2 separate regions of the Canis lupus genome follow, and region 1 is linked to region 2. A link is a contact called in public Hi-C data. All regions are on one chromosome and are shown on one strand. The core of a region is the stretch at or near the end of the contact, and the rest is flanking DNA. Distances in the headings are between cores, read along the strand shown. Region 1 holds the start of USPL1 (SUMO-specific isopeptidase USPL1). Region 2 has its middle 91 kb from the start of MEDAG.

The links. Hi-C and Micro-C count contacts between places; a contact is called where the count stands out from the background.
Region 1: a contact with region 2 is called in a Hi-C map of amygdala, with 1.9 times the contacts expected there. The contact joins the promoter of USPL1 here to the enhancer-like site in region 2. A contact is called at or near these places in 2 of 9 Hi-C or Micro-C datasets (amygdala and skin fibroblasts).

What each region holds. Positions count from the first base shown.
Region 1 is chr25:9,485,513-9,489,085 of UU_Cfam_GSD_1.0, reverse strand. USPL1 (SUMO-specific isopeptidase USPL1) reads left to right here and starts at 1,890. Exons shown (of 9, transcript XM_038573350.1): 1 at 1,890-2,183.
Region 2 is chr25:9,342,821-9,346,900 of UU_Cfam_GSD_1.0, reverse strand. No RefSeq gene overlaps it. Among named protein-coding and RNA genes, the nearest start is that of MEDAG, 91 kb to the right of the region's middle. Within about 2 kb of position 1,865, at least 7 of the 20 cell types and tissues checked have an H3K27ac peak or open chromatin away from gene starts, as enhancers often do.

The DNA.
Region 1 (3,573 bases), core at 641-3,140, 140 kb before region 2:
AGGTAAATAAAACTTCTGTCCCACACTGCTGACAAGGAGATTGCTTTAATTCTTTTTCTGGGACTAGTGTACATAGGAAGGGGCATTCAAATACACTAGTAAAGAAAAAACATAAATGTATTTATTTTTCTCAACCTGGGCCTGCTACTTTAAATGAAAGGAGCCTTTCTAGGCAAGGTCTTCTAACGGATTGTCCTATGATGCCATCATTCTTTTTACCTTATCAAGTCTTTCAGAACTTTTTAAATCTTTTACAAGAGGGGAAAAGCTCTGGCGTCAAAACTCAGCATATGCTAAAATCCTGTTTTCTTTCCACATCCCAAACCCCACATCCATTTTGTTTCTGTTACTATTACATACTTTTTCCTGGCAAGAAAAAAAAAAAATCAAATTTGCACTAAAAGACATAAATCAACTTTACAAACGTTTCATTATATTATATCAAATTTAATTATAAATTATATCAAAATTCAGTTTGGCGATGTTGATTTCTCAATATTAAAATTTAAGTTACAATTTTTAACCGAATGAATTATCTTTGTTCAACTGACAAACACTTCAGCAAGCATTTATTACAAAAAAAAAAAAAAAAAGTGTTTCCCATCCTAAAAATGGAAACAGCAACGGTGAACAGGAAAAACTCTGAGTTTGGCTATCACTTCAAGAAGGAAATACTACATTCTCGTATTTTCATAATTCATTTGAAAAAGAAAACTAGCTATATCTTACAACAAACATACCAGTATATTAATAATCAAGTACAACGATAGAAGGTAAACAAAACCTAACCAGCCTGCTTTTCAGTCTGGAGAAAAACAAACTCTCTATTGGATTTCTTGGCCACATGCAGTCGTTTAAGTACCGAAAACTAAAATCCTTTTTACTGAGGAATTCCTTAGTTACAGGACTTGTGTCCTCTATACCGTCCTATCAAAATTACCAGCATTATTCCAGAATATAGTTTAGTTTTGAGACCACTAGAAATACCCCCACAGTCCCAAATGCCAACGGTGGTCACTCTGTAAGAAGAAACGGTCAGAAACTACGTATCACTCTAGGACACAAAAGCAATCGCCCAAAAGGACTTCTCGAATACGCTGCTCCAAGATGCAGAACGCAGGTCAGAAATAGCCCACGCGGGCACCATGTCCCCTAAACCACATGACCTTCCTGCGAAAGCAGAGTCTCACACTTATCCACTAAATGAGAATTCTCCCTTCCTGAGAACAAGGCAGGGCAGTTGAGACGAGCGCAGCAGGGACAGGCGGGCTGCTGACCACTCGGGACGGGTCGTGGAGAGCAACGTCCCTGCGCTCTGGCTACTCCCCTTACCGTTAGAAGATCTGGGAGGGAGGAAAGGAGGAGAAACACCCCAGAATCCTGGCAGAAAAGCCCCTGGCCTCGAGGCTGGGGTTTGGGGAGACAGGGAGGGGCAGCTCCGTGTGTGGTGACCCTGTGTGAACACACGCTCTGTGGCTGCTCGGCTCGCACCGAGGCTTTAGGAGAGCGGAGTACGGGGGCCGCGCGCGACCCACGCCCGTCCGGCGAGGCCGCGGCGCGGCAGGCACGCGCCACCTCTGCAGGCCAGGGAGCCCGTCCCTCGCCCGCCCACCCACCCAGGTCACTCTCCGCCGCGGCCGCTTCCAACCCGGGCTCGCCCGGGCCAGGGCGCGACGCGGCGCGCGCCGGACTCTCTCCTCAGCGTAATCCCTCCGCTGCCGGACGCGCACTAGTTTTAATCACGCCCCACCCCCTGGCCGCTGGCGTCACCTCCGCCACTCGAGCGCTTTCCAGCAGCTTCCAGAACCGTCGCCTCCCCAAACCCAGCCACTCACAGATGCCGGGCTCGGCAGCCACCGGCCCCGCCCCTAGCCGTCGCCGCAGCGGAAACCTGCGACTGCGACAGCTAGGCGGACAGCCACGCCTCTGCAGAGGCCGCCCGGAAGCGCTCCCGCTCTCGTCTTCCCCGCCTCGCTGACGTCCTTTCGGGCCCCGCGCCCAGCAGGAAGGGGAACTCTTTTGCGGCGGACTCAGACCGGAAGCCGCTTTTGTAGCGGAGAGGCCGGTGGGGGAGGAGCGGGCCGAGGGGAACGTGGGTTGAACGTTGCGGAGGGTGTCGTGGACCCAGGCTGGAACGGGAGTGCGGACCGACCTGGTGCCAAGAAGGGGAGTGCGCGCGGCAGGTGAGGGAGGAGAGGAAGTAGTTTCCGCCGGGTCCCGAAGTCGGGAAGGCGGACGGAGCGGGGGAAGAAGGGCCGCCTGTGGGGCAGTCGGCGCGCCAAAAAGGTGGGCTAGGCGGGGGTGGGGGGGGGGGAAGGGGCTGGGACGCGGCTCGCGGGGAAGGGCTGCTAATGCAGTTACAGAGTTACTGGTTCGTTTTGGCTCCGAGAGGTAAATGCTGAAGAGAAACCAGAGTTGTGTTGTTTTTCGCTCTCCCAAAGAGCGCGGAGGTGGGGAGGGTCAACGAACCCTGCGCCTCCCCGGGTTTCTAAGGTTGGGTTTTGAAACCAACGTGCCTTGGCCCTGTGCGTCTAGGATTCCGGACGGCTGGGTTTCGGTGCCGGGCCGGGCGCCCAAAGCCGACCCTCGACCCCCTTCCTCGGCTTCGGGTCTGCTGTGGCTTTACCTTTTAGCCAATTCTTGTGCTGAGCCCGCCTGCTGGCGGGGAGACGGAGGGGTGTGTGCAAACTCAATGGGCTTAAGGCTCTTCTCGGAGCAGCTGGTTCTCTGGGTCTCCCCATTGTGCGCACGGGACTGGGAAACAAGCTTAATTGCATGGCTTTCGTCATTCCCAGGGCCAGCTTTACACATTTCATTGTGCTGTAACTGAGTTCATATGAGGCTAAGTAGTGCACTGTCGGCGTCCGGGAGTATCCGTGGCTTACGGGAGTAATGAAAAAAGGGCGTCTGGAGAAAGGTGCTGAGGGTAAAGTGGAGTAGAGCATGGTGAGATTGGAGAGCGAGGTTGGTCGCGAGTGCAATGAGCGTAGTAGGCAATATGCATAGTATGATCCTCAGGTTCATACTGAGCTGTTTGGAATTTTCCATAATCAGGTTGGAGTAAATAGATGACTTTAAGCCGAGCCATTGGATGTTGGAGTAAATAGATGAATTTAAGCCGAGCCGTTGGCAGACCTCGGACTTATTACAAGCGTCACTTTGGCAGTGATAGAGTGAGGATGGCTTGGAGAGGGGGGATTTGAGGCTTCCAAAGAACTGTCCACAGAATTTGGTGACTTACTGCATGAACAAGTGGGGAGTGAAAGTTTAGACAACCACTCAAATTTTCTATTTTCTAGTCTGTGTGTTTACGGAGAGGAAGATAGCAAAATCTAGGTGGGATACAAGAAAAAGGATCAGGTTACTTTGGTAGGGAGAACAATGAAGACCATCACTGAGGGCAAGTTAACCTGTAAGAACCACTCCAGGGTTTTTGTAAAAAGACAAACGAAATTGTTTTTGGAAGACCTGGACAGCTTACCTCTTGATATTTTCTTAAATGAATTTTCTTTTGTGGGGTTTTGCATATTCAGAATTTCAACTACCTGTCTGCTTTTCCCGTTGAAATGTTGG
Region 2 (4,080 bases), core at 616-3,115:
CTGTTTTATTTGCAGTTTGCTTAAATCCATGAAGGATTTAAGGTGGTTGACAAAGAAGAAACAAAATATAAGCTTAATACACACTGAAAACCAGAGCAAGAGAGAAAGCAGCGGGAAGAGTGGAGACCTAACAAGGAACCAGGAGTGGGGTGAGGAAATACACAAAGTTGAGGGTGCAAGTTGGTATGCTTCCTTTCAAAGAGTTACAAGCTGGGACCAGGAGGAAGGGAAAAGGGGAAACATATGAGTGTTGAAATTAAAGCAGATCCACTGCTTAGGAAATCACTATTTCTGGAACCAAGGGGAGATGGGCATTTTTCCTGAGGGCCTTTCGGAGGTAGCTCTCTGTATCACGTACAGCACCCTGGGTCTGGCCATCCCCTCCAGCAGTTCAGAATTCACAACAGTGGATCGTGCTTAAGATTTCAGGTCCCCTTTTCTTGGTGTGTCACCGGCTTCTGAACACCCCACACCCGGAACATACTTATTCAATGTGGACCTACTTTGGTCCAGACAATGGCACCTTCCAGAATCTGCCCGACACGTAAGGTAGACAGGATTGAAAATACCACCAGTGGCCTTGTTTCTTCAACTCCCACATTGTAACCAGCGTCTGGATTAATATGAGTGTCCATGTGGGGCCAGTGAGAAAAATTAGTATGAAGCCAGATTACCCGCGGTGTCTGGAGTCCATGGGCACCACACCTGGGCAAGCCCCAGCCTTCAGCCTGTCTGGAGAGGGGACAGCACCCCGAGGCCTTCCCCAGGACCAGTCTACACACACCACAGAGGCCCCGGTGGGTGGTCTGATGTTTTTAAATGCTGACAACTCTACATTCTATCCTTCAGATGTTTTCCCACTCGGATCACATTAGGCGTGTTTAAGTGATGCCTTGTGGAAGCGTCTTCACGTTAGAGGATAAGCAAGCCGTTCCCTTTAATAGCAGCCTGGAGCTCGCCCCTGCAGGAGGGCACCTGGGGCGCAGCCTTCCCAGCAGGGGGCAAGGGGAAGGGGAGCGGGCCTCCCGCGCCCTCTCTGGCGCCCGCTCCGGGGGTAGGGAAGGGCGGACGCGCCCTCTAGTGGCCGCTTCCAGAACGTTCCCCGCTCCCCGCCCCCGCCGGGCGCGCTCTGGCGCTGCGGGCGCTCGGGGAGGAGAAGCCGGAGGTTACGGAGGTTACGGGGCGCTCCTCCGCCCGGCCGCGCCTTTCCCGGAGGGCGATGGAAGGTGGGCCTGGGCTGAGGGCCGGCGGGACGCCCGCGGAGGAAAGGGGCGGCCCAGCCTCCCTGCTCGGACGGCGCCCCTTCGCCGCAGGGCCCCCTCCGCACCTGGGGTCCCCGTGGGCCACGACTCTCCGTGCGCCGCCGCCGCCGCCGCCGCTCCCCCTCGCCCTCGCCCTCCCCCTCGCCCTCGCCCTCGCCCTCGCCCTCGCCCTCGCCCTCGCCCTCGCCCTCGCCGCCGCGGTCCCGGGACGCCCCTGCCCTCCGGGCTTCCCCCGACTGCGTCTGCCCCCGATGCTGGCAGCTGTCCCTTGTCCTCCGCGGAGGCACCGCTGCTCAGAGCAGCTCGGGATGGGGGTCTAACGGTCTCCGACCTCAGGATGACCCTTCAGCATCGCTGTGAATTCGATAGGTTTTTGCAAATAAACCCGGAAACCATTCCTAATAGGATTTCCACGAGAAAACGTACTCCAATTTTTAAACAACCATCAAGCATACAATCCATTCCCTCTACAGCTTGCTTCTCCTGCCCGGCATCTCCCTAGCTCTCCTCCTCAGGTCAAGTTCAGGGCCCAGGTCTCTGGGGCTCCTGTGTATAGGTCAAGGATGAGGGGCCCCTGGCCTGGCTTAGGCGGGGCCGCTTGTAGGATTTGGATCTGCCTGGGTAGGTCTGATTGGACTGCAAGGTGGACCAGCCAGGGACTGTGTGCAGTGGCTGCCCAGGGCACCTAGTGGGTGCAGGGATGCACCACCCAGACCCCCTTCCACAAATAGCTCAAGCCCCACTTACAATGAGCGTGGCCTGCAGCCAGCCTCCAGCTGTCAGCTCCTTCAGAGTGTGCCTCAGCTGTCAGACCAGGCCCTAAACTTCTGAAGGCTGCCCAGGCCAATATGAGAGCATCGCTGTGGTCCAGGGCTCCAGCGCTTCTGCCCAGCACAGGACTCCTCTACTCCAGAATCCCAGTGGGCAGCTTCTGGTTAGGTTCTCTTCTGCCTGCCCGCCCCCCATATTCTGCTTCCCCCACCCCCACCCCACCCCGCCCCCATCTCTCCCGCTGGAGTTTCTCAGCTACTGCCTGCATGCCCAACTCCAGCTTAGGGCCTTTCTTGGAGAGCCCAACCCAATAGATTGACTTGTCCTATGGAAGCTAGGGTCCCTGACATTTGGGGGATCGTAAACCCCTTTGGAGAACATGCTAATAACCGTGGAAGTCTTCCCAGGAAATGCCCGCGCACACATTCAGTTTCAGACTGCAGACCTCCCAGGCATCCCAGAGGCCTTTTAAATCTCCTTGAGAACCCCTGACTTGAGGGAGATGGGGGTGGTGTGGGGACTGGAGGGCTGGGGGAGGGGGGAGGCGGGAGGGGGAGGGATAATGACAGCTTCAAGCTTTTGGAGAGGACTTAATATTAATTTCTGGTCAGATCTGACCCTCAGCCCAGCCTCCCATGAGCTCATGGATTCTGTGAGAAAAAAATAGGAAGCCAATTCCCTTAAGTGCTCGGCAAGGCCCTGAAGGCAGGCTGCCCGGCTTGGCCCCATATGGCTCTGGCACAATGAGGGCTCAGAGAGCAGAACTGGCTCGCCCAGGAGTGCCGGGGCCCAGTTGCCCATCTGGCAGGGGTGGGGGAGGGCCCCACATTATCTCAGGAGACCATGGGGCCCACTAGCTCTGGGGGCAGGGCTTTAGGCACCTTCGAAGTAGTTGGCTTTGGAAGTGAGTGTCACCGAACAGTGTCCCGATGGCAAGAAACAGAAGGTATCTATGAAGTGGCATCTTCTAGGGCCTCTTCCAAAAGGTCCTCCTCCTTCCCAAAATAACTGACTTGGGTTTGCAGGGGATTAGATGTCTGCCGTTAGCAGGTGGAGAAAGGAGCCAGCAATACAGGTTTATGCAGGAATAGGAAGTGGCATTGTAGGACTTGGAACAGACACACAGCACTTATTATATACCAGGCCACCATGAAACACTCGCGCGTAGTAACTGATTCAATCCACACGCAATCCCATGCGATAGGTCCTATTATTACTCTCAATGTAAACTTAAAGCACCCGATGCACAGAGGTTTAGCAACCTGCTAAAATCACACAGCCAAAGAGCAGCAGAGGTGGGATTTGAGCCCAGGTAGTGTGGATCTGTGCTTTTTTTTTTTTTTTTTTTTTTAATCCCTATCTGTCCTGGCTCTGGATCCACCAGTGGTCAAGAAGCTAGACACTGGTGTCAAATGGCTTTGGGTACATTCCCAGCTCCTCTTCTGACTCGTGGTGTGATCTCAGTAGGTTTCTTACCTCTTTGTGACTTAGTTTCCTCAACAGAGTAGAAAACCCTATTAATCCTACCCCACAGAGATATTTGAGGTTTAAGTGAGTCAATCATGGAAAGTTTTTTGCTGGCACACAGAAAAGTGCTCAGAATGAGGGGGCATATCTATATCTATGAAGTCATCAGACTTCGGCCATTCACAGAACCCACAGTGACCAGCCCAGCCGCATTAGGCCTTGAGGTAGGAGGCCTGAGGCCAGCCAAGGAGTTAAAGAAACCAGATGAGTTTTTTTGTTTTTTTGGGGGGGGGGTTTTCTTGCTGGGCTAAGAGCCTTTCAGCTCCCCCGGCTGCCTCAGTGCTCTATCTTCAAAGCGCTCCTGTGCTAGGAGCCTGCCCCAGCCCCTGCACATTCTTACCAGTGCCTGAATTAATAATGCTGTTGTTTTCCTCAGAGACGAGGGACGTGTGGGAGAAGGCTGAGGGTACACTGTCAGCCCGCCAGGCTGTCTGGAAAGCTGGAGGGAGCTGGAGGAGGAAGGGGAGGCCCCACTGCTGTGAGGTGCCACCCGCTTTCCATTAGCCGGGTCTCTGAGCTT